Regions from separate parts of the Mus musculus genome. Here region 1 is linked to region 2. Evidence: chromatin contacts called from public HiChIP or PLAC-seq data. All regions are on one chromosome and are shown on one strand. Each heading gives the region's core, a stretch centred on a gene start, on an enhancer-like site or on the middle of the called end of the contact. The rest is flanking DNA. Distances are from core to core; before and after follow the strand shown.

Region 1 (5,498 bases), core at 1,071-3,570, 510 kb before region 2:
CTGCAGTGAGTGCACATTGGCCTGGGACCAAGTGGAGCAGGGGGTGATGGGAAAAAAATGTGCTGTCAGGACAGAGGAGAGCCGGCTGGATCCTGGTGGACTGGATGCAGGATGGTGGACAGGATGGTGAGATGAGACAGTGGGAGTTCATTCCCTTGGGAGGACGAAACCAGCTTAGTCTTGTCCTTGCCTTCCTTCCCTGTCCAACGCAGCCTCCTCCAGGGCCTCACCTGCTCCCGCTCCGCTGTCTTGCGGAGTTTGTATATGAACTCGCCCACTGCCACCAACACGGACAGGACCAAGCCGGCGGCCAGGACGATGAAGATGCCGCCGATCTTCTGGATGCCCAGGGCGCTGGCCTCCTTGTTCTCCTCCTCGGGGCACCCACTGCCACGCCACCACTTCTCCTTCATGATGTGCAGTTTGTCCTCCTCCTGTAGCTGCAGAATGGCGATGGTGATTTTGTCCCGGTAGGGGGAGCCTGCAGAGGGGGAGGGGGAGGGGGCTGTCAGTGGGGACTCTTTACTAGAGCTGCCTCTGCCAGCCTCCAACAGGGATTTCTCTCAATAAGGACCCTGTTCAAGTCCAGGTAAGGTATCTCGTGGGGAGGCCTTACTCACTGGGCATAGAACCTGTGGCCCCGGGAGGCCCTGTGTGTGGGTGCATCAACCAGGAGAGGGCAAGGAGAGGCTGTCTCCGCCCTCACAGGCCAGGGATGACCAAGCCAGGATTGTGTCTCCATCCCTCTGCTCCCCTGAGGAAACATCACCTTCCCAGGTTCCGTGAAATGACTCTGGGGACTGTGTGCAAAGAGGAGGGTGGAAGAACTCAAGATCCCGTGTCTGCACTGCACCCCTCTCCCCGTGCCCCGCTCGCTCACCCATGGGTGTGCCGATGCCATAGCCCTTGGAGTCGATGAGGCCACCGATCTGGGTGAGGTTGCAGTTCCTCTGTGTGATGTACTCTATGGTAGTGGACTCCATGAGCAGGGCGTAGTCAGCTGTGAGCGTCCGCTGGATGCCCTCCTCGTTGTTCTTCACCAGAGCCGAGGGCTTGCTGCTCATGAAGGCCCACATCTTCTCAAAGGTGGAGATCTTGGATTTCTGGGTGGCAAAGGGATGTGAATATTTAAACCAAAGCAAACAGAACCCCCCTCCCCCCCCATGCTCCACTCCCTTCAGTCACTCAGCATGGCTCCAACTCTGCATATATCCAACTCTGGGTATAATCTGTAGGGTTAGGGAACACTGCCACTGCACGGGTATAGAAACCGAGGCCCAAGACATGAGGTGTTGCTGGGCACAGTTCGCTGAGGTCCAAAATCTGGCCCACTCCCTGGTAGCCCTGGATTTTTGCCATAGCACAGTCTTTGGAACTAATTAATTAAACTCTGAGAGAGGTTTGAGGCTAGCCCAGGCTGGCCTCAAACTCGTTAGGTAGCTGAGGATGACTTTAGACTTCTGACCCCTGCCTCTGCCTTCCAAGTGCTGGGATTATATAACCCAGGTGGGTCACCACATCCGGGTTATATGATGCTTGGGGTTGAACAGGGTTTCATGTACATGAGAGGCAGATGCTCTGCCGACCTAGCTAAAGTCTCCTGTCTCTGACTGACTTCCTCAAAATCAGTTTTCTCCAAAACCTGTTAGGGAATTAACAAGCAGAGGTCTTGTTCTAAGGGCCTTAGCTGTAGGAACTCACTCGCCGAAATCACAGGAAGTACGTGTTATCAGCCCGTTTTGCAGACGGGGAAGCTGAAACACTGTTAAGCAATTCACCCAAGGCTATCCAGAGATGAAATGGTAGAGGCAGGCTTCAAATCCAGACTCTTTGGAGACAATCCAAGTGCCTACCCACACAGCTGCATTGTATCCGAGTAACCACTAGGGGGCACAAGTGAAGGTAAAGCTCGGTGGACTTTGTCTCCCCACTTCACTCCAAAGCTGTGCCCCCCTTTTGTGCACTCTATGTCAGGAGAGGAGTTGAGTATGGTTCTGGTCTGTTCTCAGTCCTGAGAGAGGCCCAGTGGGAACTGCAAGCAGAGAAAAGGGTGAGGCTCCTGGGAGTAGTGGACTGCAGGTCCCTGTGCCGGCTTCATGCCTGAGACCATAGGTGGGGTGGCAGCCTGTTGGGTGGGCTGCTGTGCCTGCCCCGGTTGTGTTATGTGTGCATGAGCCACCCTGGGAACTTGATGTATGCCAGCTGCCTGGTCCCAACAGAGACCAGCCCTGCCTTAGTCCTGGGGGAAGAGGTGGCTCTGAGAGCCCCTATTGTATCGGCTGTTTCCTACTCTGGAAGTGGCTTTCTGTGATGTCAGCCTGTATGATTGGCACCCAGCCCAGCTCTGATACACGTGACAAGATGGGTGCCCTCCCACAGGCTGGCACAGGCCTGGGGGAAGGGCAGGGAATCAGGCCATGGCTGCCAGAGGCGGGCAGGAAGCCCGAGAGGAACATGTATTTTCTTCTCTCTGGGTGCTTCTGGGCTCTGGCATGGGATAGGCCCTCTGAAACTGGTGGCCGATGTCCACAGCACGGTCCAGGGACGGAGCACAGCACAGGAATGAATATCAGAGCAGCATGGAGTCACTGAGTACTTTCAGGGCGTGGAACCTTTCACAGAGCTGTTGTTCCCTGCCTGCAAACTCACGTGCCTCAAAGCCGGTGCACAAAGGGTTCTGATGGCCCTGGCTCTCTAGGCTTCACCCAACCACTTTTGTAGGCAGCCATTGCTGCTCTCAGCGGCCCTACCCCCACAGCCACCTGCCTTCTGCCCAACTTTGTAGCCAGCCACCTTCCAGCTCTCTTTCTACCTCAGCTCCTCCCCAAGTGCTCCCCCGCCAACACCTCTTCCCTCAGAGATGGTTCTCATCCCTGGTTTTTCGGATGCTCCAGATGTTTCTCATTTTCCAGATAATTTCTGATATGCAGATTCTCCTCCGCCAGCTCCTTTGGCCCCTCTTCCTGCTTGGCAAGCTCCTATCCTTAGCACTACCCAATTTCTAGTGACTCCTGTCTCCCTGCGGCCACATCCTTGTTCTGGCTCCTCCTCCTCCTGAGGGTGGGCTGGACCTTTGGGCCTGCTTTTGAATCACTCTCTGGCAGGGGTGGAATAGCACCTCTGAGTGACAAGACTTTGTCTCCCTCTCCCTTGTGTGTTCCTCAAGTCTTCTCTCAGGTGCTGGTGACAGTACTGTCACACCGAATTGCTTAAGAAGAGCTCCCCATGCAAGTGACAGAGGACAGCATTTTGTCAAATCTCAGTACACAGTACTTCTCTTACTCAGTCCAGCGACCTGAGGGGAACTGAGCATGCTCTCATGACCACAGTCTTGGCTGATGGCTGGATCACAGCCTGTGAAGAGCCTCAGGCCAGAGGGCTCTGAAACTCCACTGACTCCTGACCACCAAGCTGCCAAGTGACAGATGTTGTTTTAAGAACTTTGGGGTAATTTGCTAAGCAATAGATAACTAATACCCTCTCACACCCGTGTTCCACAAGAGCTGCGTGTACAGATAAACACAAACTCCAGCGATTCCTGTAATCAAATTATCCAAGTCCAACCGTCTCCACTTGGCCAGACACACTGCTCCTCAGACCTGCGTGCATTCTGGCTGTTCCCACCTAACTGCTTTTCTCCCTTCAAAGACTCCGGTCCCTCAGCTGCTTTCCCACTCCTTCCTCCTGCTCCCCAAGTTGTTTTCTACGGAGGTGGGAACCAGGGTTGGATGAGGCATCAAGACTCTTTTCCCTCCTAAGGCATCTACCTGTTAGTTCATCTGCTGTTAATCCATGCACGCACACATGCATCCAATCATCTCATGTGCCCACCACACCTGCGCGTAGCCATCAGTCCAGCCACCTGTCAGTCCATTGGTCTATCCACCCCACTAACCCGCTCATGCATATATCCATCCCCTTCCTCCTCCTATGGACCATCTGCTCGCTTTCCCTCCCCACACTGTCTACATACTAGATATTCAGCTGACTCCCTGACTCTTCGTCTAACCTGTAACCTCTATCCAGCTGTTCCTTTTCCGCACGCCCATCTATCCATCTTCTTCCCTGTCTAACCATAGCTGCCCATCCACTTCCCCCTCGCTCCCAGCATCTCCATTTACTGTCCCATGAAACTATATAAAGTCATCTAGTCTTGGCAAAAATAGTCAGTAATCCTTTCTGTGAGCCTGCCCTACTCCTGTGCCTGAGAGTGTGGTCAGAACACCGGTCTGTCTCAACTCGGCCCTCTACCCTCCCTTTCCTCCTATCCGCAGCCCCTGAGGATGCCAACAGACATGCTTGATTAGATCTTAGTCTGACGCAGGGAGTTCAGTTGAGCCTGGAGAATGTACTGAGGCAGATAGGTTTTGAGGAAGATACTAGCAGATGAAGGAACGAGGAAGGGCACAGGAGAGCGGAGAGCATGGGTCAGTTAAGAGAGGAGATGACACTAGGAAGAATCCTGCTGTGACATACATTTCAAGAATTCCACCTTCCAGTTGCAGGGTTCCAAACTCACAGCCTTCTTTATGTTTTGTCTTGTTTTTGGCTTTTTGTCTGTCACAGGAGATCTGCAACCTGCTTTCCTTGGATGTCCCTTACTGTTCTTGACCTAGACCTTGGGCCCCATTGTCAAAACCCCGCCCACAGTCTCCTCAAACAGTTCAGTGATTCTGGAACACAACCCTGAACCCCCTGACACAGAAAGAAGCAAAGTCCCCCCTCATCTCCGTGGGCCCCCTCACCATTGCTGTCACCTCCTTGGGGAGTGGAGTCCCACATACCAATGGCTCCGGACTCATCTGTCTGTCCTGGCTCTGGTGGGAGCCTTAATAAGGATGACTGCAGAGCCAGTCACCTAAATCAATTAATGGAATCGTTTGGAGCAGCCAGCACAGGGCGATCTGCCAGGAGGACGATGCTTCTTTTTTTTTTAACAGGAAAAATTGGCAAGAAAGGAAGTTCCAGGCTCACGCCGCTACCATTTCAGCCTCCTCAAAGAAGTGAATTGATTTTTCCCCAACTGAAGACACTTAATCTTGAGAATTTAACATTTCTGTACAAGAGAATGTATATGGGGCTATATATGCATATATAAACACGTATCTATCAGCTTTGAACGCAACTAAATCTCAGGGAATGTATGTAGAGAGGCAGCCGCAGTGTGATGCCATGCAAGACTTTGGATATTTCCATTCTGAAGAAGAGACTTTCTCCTAGATTAATTAGCTTGCCTATCCCAGGATGGGGAGTCTTTGGCCCCATCAGAACTATGTCCTGGAGCAGTTAATCACTTCTCTGGTTTATTTCTGTGGGCACCTCTCTGAGTGTCCTGTCTCTGCTATTGAAAGTCCCAAGAGGGGCTGTAGCTTTTCTTTCAGAGGAGACCTTAGAGATGAGGACGCCAGGTGGGGATGGGAGATCACAGAGGGGTCACCTCTACTGCATGGACCCCCCAGTGTCACACTAGCTTATCTTCAAATGCCAGCTCTTTGTGT
Region 2 (6,018 bases), core at 2,028-4,527:
ATTTTAGTGTGTGTGCGCGCGTGCATGCACATGTGTGCATGTGTCCATGCGTGTAGATGTGTGTGTGTGTGTGTGTGTGTGTGTGTGTGTGTGTGTGTCACTTCTCTCCTTCCACCATCTGGATCCCAGGCTTCGAGCTCAGATCCTCAGGCTGGGCAGAGGCACCTTCACCCACAGAAGCCACCTCAGCGGCTCTTAAGTTGCATCCTGGTGAACATTTTGTCTCACCAGTGAGACAGTAACGAGTGATGACTTAGGATGCCCCCAGAGGAATGTCAAGGTAAAAGTGGAGCCAACAGCACTCAGAACAGCAGTGATGGGGGGCGGGGGCGCAGAAGCAGCCACTCCAGTCCCACCCTCTACTCTGAACACTAAGTCTGAAACCAGCCCTCCTGGAGAACTCTTGCCTTCCATTCTCCTTCACCCTGTCTTGCTTGTATTTATTTCCATAGCAAATGCTTATTACCAAGCCTTTATATATGCTTGGCACTGTCACACGTGCCTTTTGAATATTCATTCATCCACATAAACCTTCATGCCAGTGACAAGGGCTTTTGTCAATCCCATTTTACAGATGAGAGAAGGAAGACGTAGGGAGCCTACTGCAGCTAGTGAGCTTGGCGTGAGGATTCAAACCTGCATGCTTCCCGAGGGCGGGGCTTGGAACTTTCATTCAGTCTAGAACAAGAGTACTCAATAAATGTGTTGAATGTACAAAGAGAGAAGGCTGGGCTGGTTGACACGGGCTTCAACTGCCACCAAAGACACCCCAGGTAATCACAGGTGACTGGGAGCCATCAACGACAATGTAGTTGCTCTGGGCACAGGCATCCAGCACCAGGGAGGTTCTGGCTTTCCATGAGACCTCAAAGGACTCGGGCAGCAGGCCTGAGCCTTCCTGAGGTGTCTGGGAGCAGGAGACTGCCTTCTTGTGACTTCCCCTGCCCTCCTCCCCCTCTGTGGTTGGAGACTCCAATTAATTATGCTGTGTAATTAGATAAAGAATATTCATTTTTCATTAATGACGTTAAACTCCTGCTCTGTGGCTGAGCTCCTTACGTTTTAATTAAGCAGGACTCCTGAAAGCCACGAGACTGCTCCGAGAGGGCTCCCTCTCACCGTGAACAGTCACTTAGAATTTTAAGAAGTGAAGGATTCCTTCCCCAAGTTAATTACCTCAAAATTAGCTTAATCACAGCTCATTTAAACTTATCTAAACAACAGCGCAATGGGTTCCAGGAAACTGAGGTTCTGGCTCTGCCTGTTTAAAGTTTAAGATTTATTATTAAGTAATAATAACTTTTAAAGTCTGCTCTGATGGATAGCAGTGACCTGGTGGCCTTTGGGCTAAAGCTTGTTTGGTGCTGGAACGTGGACATGGAGGGAAGTTCTTGCTTATTCCCAAACCAGTGACCTAGGGTCTAAGGTGCTAAACCTCTCCTTATTTGGCCACTCCCCGAAGCAGAACAAAGTTCCGGCCCTCAGGTCCCCACCATCCACTCCTTACCAAATAGCAGCTTCCCCATTTGTTCTTAAAGAAGATCATGCCCTGGGGGATGGGAGGTAACCCTTCTCTACTGTGCATTCTCTAACAGAGCATCTAGCCTGAGGATGAGGCAAGGCTCTGAACAAGCCAGGCTCAAGGGGCCAAGAATTCCCTGTGCAATGCTCTGCAGGCATGGCTGTGCCCCATGTAACAGCTGGCATGCTGCAGGCACTGGGTACATACACAGTGAAGAAAGCTCAAGCAGGCGGCCCTAGGAGGCCAAGTCGGGATCCCGGGAGAAGCGTCCTGATTCCAGTTCTCTGCAAGAAAGGGTCATCTTTGCAGAAGATTCATAGGGACTGACCTCAAGGAAAATTTACCTTTGAGGTGGGCACATGGATCCAACACTCCTAAAGCTGAGGCAGGTGGATCACCAGTCTGCATCCTTCCCAGGGCACATAGAGAGAGCACTCTTCAAAAGTGAAGGAAAAAAGACATGTGTGCAGTGTCCTGTGTAATTCTCAGAGCAGTCTGTTTGCACTAGGACAGTTAGGATCCTCTCGCTCCAGGTGGGAAAAACCCAACCGAGGGACAAAGACGTCGGCTCCAAGTTCAAACTGACACTAAATGGCGGGGTTTTATCCCAGACAACTTGGGAGAAGGGGAGGGCATTCAAGGAGAGGCTGAGGTTGGTCCAGAGGGAAGCTCTGAGTCAGAAGCAAACAGGGGAAACTGAGTCACTAGTCATTCTATCATAGACTAGAAAGGACTGGAGTAGCAATCATTTCTATCTGCCTGTCCAACATTCTGCAGTGTTGAGTGGACCAGAGAGGCAGAAGCTGGCACTGTGGATAAGCCACAGCCTGGCCCGCCAGGGGCAGAGACCAGGGCAGGGACAGGGACAGGGACAGGACAGACCAGCAAGAAGCTGAGGCTGTCCCTCCTGCTGATGAGCCAGGGCCCCTGAGCTGGGAGGCTGGGAAATGATTTATCCGCCTCCTCTTTCCACACAATTGGCTTTCCTTTGCCAGCTCCCTGTTGGGGTGAGAATGCTGGAAAAGCCTGGAAGGGGCGGTGAGCCGTCATAAAAGATTTCTAAAAATCAGAGGCCACCTCCCTGGTCTGGAGATGAATAGCTGTGGTACCCCACCGCTCCCCTGTCCCTTCTGCTCAATCCTAGGTCACCCTGGCTCACCAAAGGGCCCTGCCTTCCTGGCAAGGGTCCAGGGCTTCCTAGCCATTACCTGTTCCTGCTCCGACTCCGACTCCTACCCAAGAGAGGTGGCACCGTAGTGGAGACAACTGGGTAATTCTAGCTGTCACTGCCCTAATTACACCCCACGGTCCTCCCGCCAGCACTATACACCCCGTGCTGCCTGCATAATGGGCCTTTTAAAAAAAAAAGAAAAAAAAGACACTCTCTCCTTTCACAGCTGCCTTTTGAAGGGGGAACAATCTTACACAATGTCTCTTAATGACGGCACTGCCTGGCTCTCCTGCAATTCCCGAACAACACCACCCCCCAGTCCCCAGCCCCTTCCCCTCTTCTCTCTTCTCTCTTCTCTCTCTCTCTCTCTCTCTCTCTCTCTCTCTCTCTCTCCTTGATAATCATCATAATTGTCATAATCGCCCTGGCGTTAAGAGAAGGTGCCTGGGACATTTCCATCAATTATGAAGTGACCTAATGAAAGGTCAAGTTGATCTGTGTGAGCAGGAGACTGAGGGAGGAGAAGGAGGCAGACGCACCATCACACATGAGTGAGCAGGAGAATGAGCATGCGCACACCACACACACAAGCACACCCACGTGCGCGCGCGCACACACACACACACACATGCACAGGCACACACGCACGGGCACACACACATGGGTGCCTATGCTACACCTGTGCACACACCAGACTCCAAAGGCTGGCAAGAAGAGAGTCATAGACAAAGGCAGTTTCCTCTCAGTGCTTCCGCACAAAGAGCCAGGTCAGGCCCATGAAGAGCTGCTTCACCACACCCTCAGCCCTGTGAGAGACAGGAAGAATATTTCCCGAACAAAGTCAGCACAGTGAGGCTCAGAGCAAGGATCAAGGTGACAGCTAACCAACGTCATTCCTCTGAATCCAAGTAGCTTGTCCAGTCCTTTCCGGCTCCCTGTTTAACCTCTCAAAGCCTCACTATATTCACCTGGAAAATGGGCTACCCCCATAAGAACTGACTACTATAACTTTGTGGTCTGAGTGTTCTCTCTTCTAGTTAATCTCCGTTCCAGGGTATTTGTGTATTACCGAGACAACCCTTACAGCAAACTAAGACACATTTTATACACATACATATTCAGGGATGTATATATTTGCAAGCAGTATGTATATATGTATATATTTATGTATATATGTAATCAAGTTGGTTTGGGTTTTGGTTTTGGTTTTGGTTTTCGAGACAAGGTCTCGCTCCCAGGCTGGTCTTAAAACTGTAGGACAACCTTGAACTCCTGACCCAATCACCTCCACCTCCCAAGTGCTGGGATTACAGACATGCGCCCCATCCAGTCTGCTCCATGCTGAAGATGTCACGTCGGGCTTTGTGCATGCTAGGCAGGCACTCTGCAAGTTGAGCTACATCCCCTGCCCTGTAGTGGATACACAGTCTCCCTCCACGTAGCTAGTAAGGCTCTCAGGTCAGGTTCATTCATGTGTGCAGCACGTGAGGTTTAAGAATATAAACTCCAGAGCTCCACTTAGGCGAGCAGGTCCAGAAGTGGGTGTCCACCAACTGTTTGACCTTGTGCAAACCACTCAGTCTCTTTGTGTCTCATTCTTTTTGGACACCTATAAAATAAGAAGTAGAATAGTACCCACCTTAAAACTTGTTGTTAGAATTAATTCTTCAGGGACTGGAGAGGTGGCTCAGTGTGGCTCAGTTAAGAGTGTGTTACTCTGGCGGAGGACCCAGGTTCAGTTCCCAGCACCATGTCAGGTAGTTCACAGCTACCTGCAACTCCAGCTCTAGGGGATACATTGCTTCTGGCCTCTATAGGTAAACACACACACACACACACACACACACACACACACACACACAAATAAATCTTTAAATAACTCTTAGTTGATGCTGTTGTGGGTTTTGGTGGTGGTGGTTGGTTTGGGGTTTTTTGTTGTTGGTGGTGGTGGTTTGAGGGTTTTTTTGTTTGTTTGTTTTTTGTCTTTTTGTTTTGTTTTGTTTTTTGACACAGGGTCTCACAGAGACCTGGCTCATCTTAACACTTGCTGTGCCTAGGAGGCCAACCCTGTTTCTGATCTATCCTCGCCTACACAGTCTATGAGCATTAGCAATTTATTCCAAGTCAACAATAATTCATAGGTGTCCCATTTAAGGAGAGAAATTAAAGTGAGTCCAGGTTTGAATTCTCTATGTCATGATCCCTGTGACTTCCATCTTCTTGTCCTGTTTCCCGGGTCTGAACCTGTGCCTGCCTGGAGGCAGTTCTGTGAATCTCCTTCTCCCTGAGTTTGTGTGTGTGTCTATCTGTTGTAGGAGCTATGTCTGCCTATCGTGTGTGTGTGTGTGTGTGTGTGTGTGTGTGTGTGTGTGTAATGTGTCTGTCTGCCTGGTAGATGTGTCTGTGTGTATGTAAGTGGCATCTATCCCTGTCTGTGTGACTGTGTGTGTGTGTGTGATGTGTCTGTCTGCCTAGTAGATGTGTATGTGTGTATGTGAGTGGCATCTGTCTATCTCTGTGTGACTGTGTGTGTGTGTGACTGTGTGTGTGTGTGTTCTGTCTGTTGTATAATCTATATTGTCTATCTGTCTGTTGGTGCTGTGTCTATCTGTGTGAGTGGTGTTTGCCCACGTATCTGTCTGTCTGTCTGTCTGGCATATTTCTGTGTGAATGTGAGTGGTATCTGCCTATCTCTGTCTGTGTAATTGTGTGTGTGTGCTCTGTCTGTTGTGTGAACTGTGTGTGTGTGTCTGTTCCACCTGTGAGTGGTGTGTCTGTCCCTAACAAAGGGCTTTCCTCAGTATTTCTTGAACTGCACAGAAAACATGGGGAAGAAATCAGTACTTTACAGAAGTCTTCATCAGAGTTTTACATGGGATTAAGTCGCTGGCTCCAACTGATCCCAACTGACCCAGAAAACAAACATCATTGTTTACCAACCAATATCCATAATGGATGCTGTCAATTTTTATGGAAGATTGTAGGCAGTTGCTTTCAGCTTCTGTATTTGCCACTTTCAGCAAATAATACACGTGCATCCCTCTAAGTTAGAGACATGGAAGAGTATATCACTTTAAAATTGCAGCTATGCGTTGGCTTGGGTTATAAAAGTTGATTACATGCGAAATCCGAGGCACTCCAGCAAAAGCGCCAGTCTCTGAGAATGTAAGAGATATTTTCAGAGTGCTGCGTCCCCGCTCTCACCCTTCCAAGAGCTGGGATTTCAGGAACGTGCTGCCACACCAGATACCCCATGGAAGCAAAACTGCAGGGAAACCAAGCCATAAAAAGAGAGGACTACTGTATACAGAAAGTGCTTAGAAGA

Evidence for each region. HiChIP or PLAC-seq counts read pairs in DNA pulled down with a chosen protein or histone mark.
Region 1: a contact with region 2 is called in an H3K4me3 HiChIP or PLAC-seq map of embryonic basal ganglia, with 4 times the contacts expected there. The contact joins two enhancer-like sites. A contact is called at or near these places in 1 of 115 datasets of contacts at active chromatin or transcription factors (embryonic basal ganglia) and 1 of 9 other capture datasets (embryonic stem cells).

What each region holds. Positions count from the first base shown.
Region 1 is chr4:125,699,938-125,705,435 of GRCm38.p6, reverse strand. Grik3 (glutamate receptor, ionotropic, kainate 3) reads right to left here. Exons shown (of 16, transcript NM_001081097.3): 14 at 881-1,103; 15 at 231-481. Among named protein-coding and RNA genes, the nearest start is that of Gm40249, 130 kb to the left of the region's middle. Within about 2 kb of position 2,320, at least 80 of the 459 cell types and tissues checked have an H3K27ac peak or open chromatin away from gene starts, as enhancers often do. A contact at or near this core is called in embryonic basal ganglia, where this site is marked.
Region 2 is chr4:125,191,755-125,197,772 of GRCm38.p6, reverse strand. All of the region lies in intron 2 of Gm32611 (a long non-coding RNA gene), which reads right to left. Among named protein-coding and RNA genes, the nearest start is that of Gm40244, 24 kb to the left of the region's middle. Within about 2 kb of position 3,277, at least 21 of the 459 cell types and tissues checked have an H3K27ac peak or open chromatin away from gene starts, as enhancers often do. A contact at or near this core is called in embryonic basal ganglia, where this site is marked.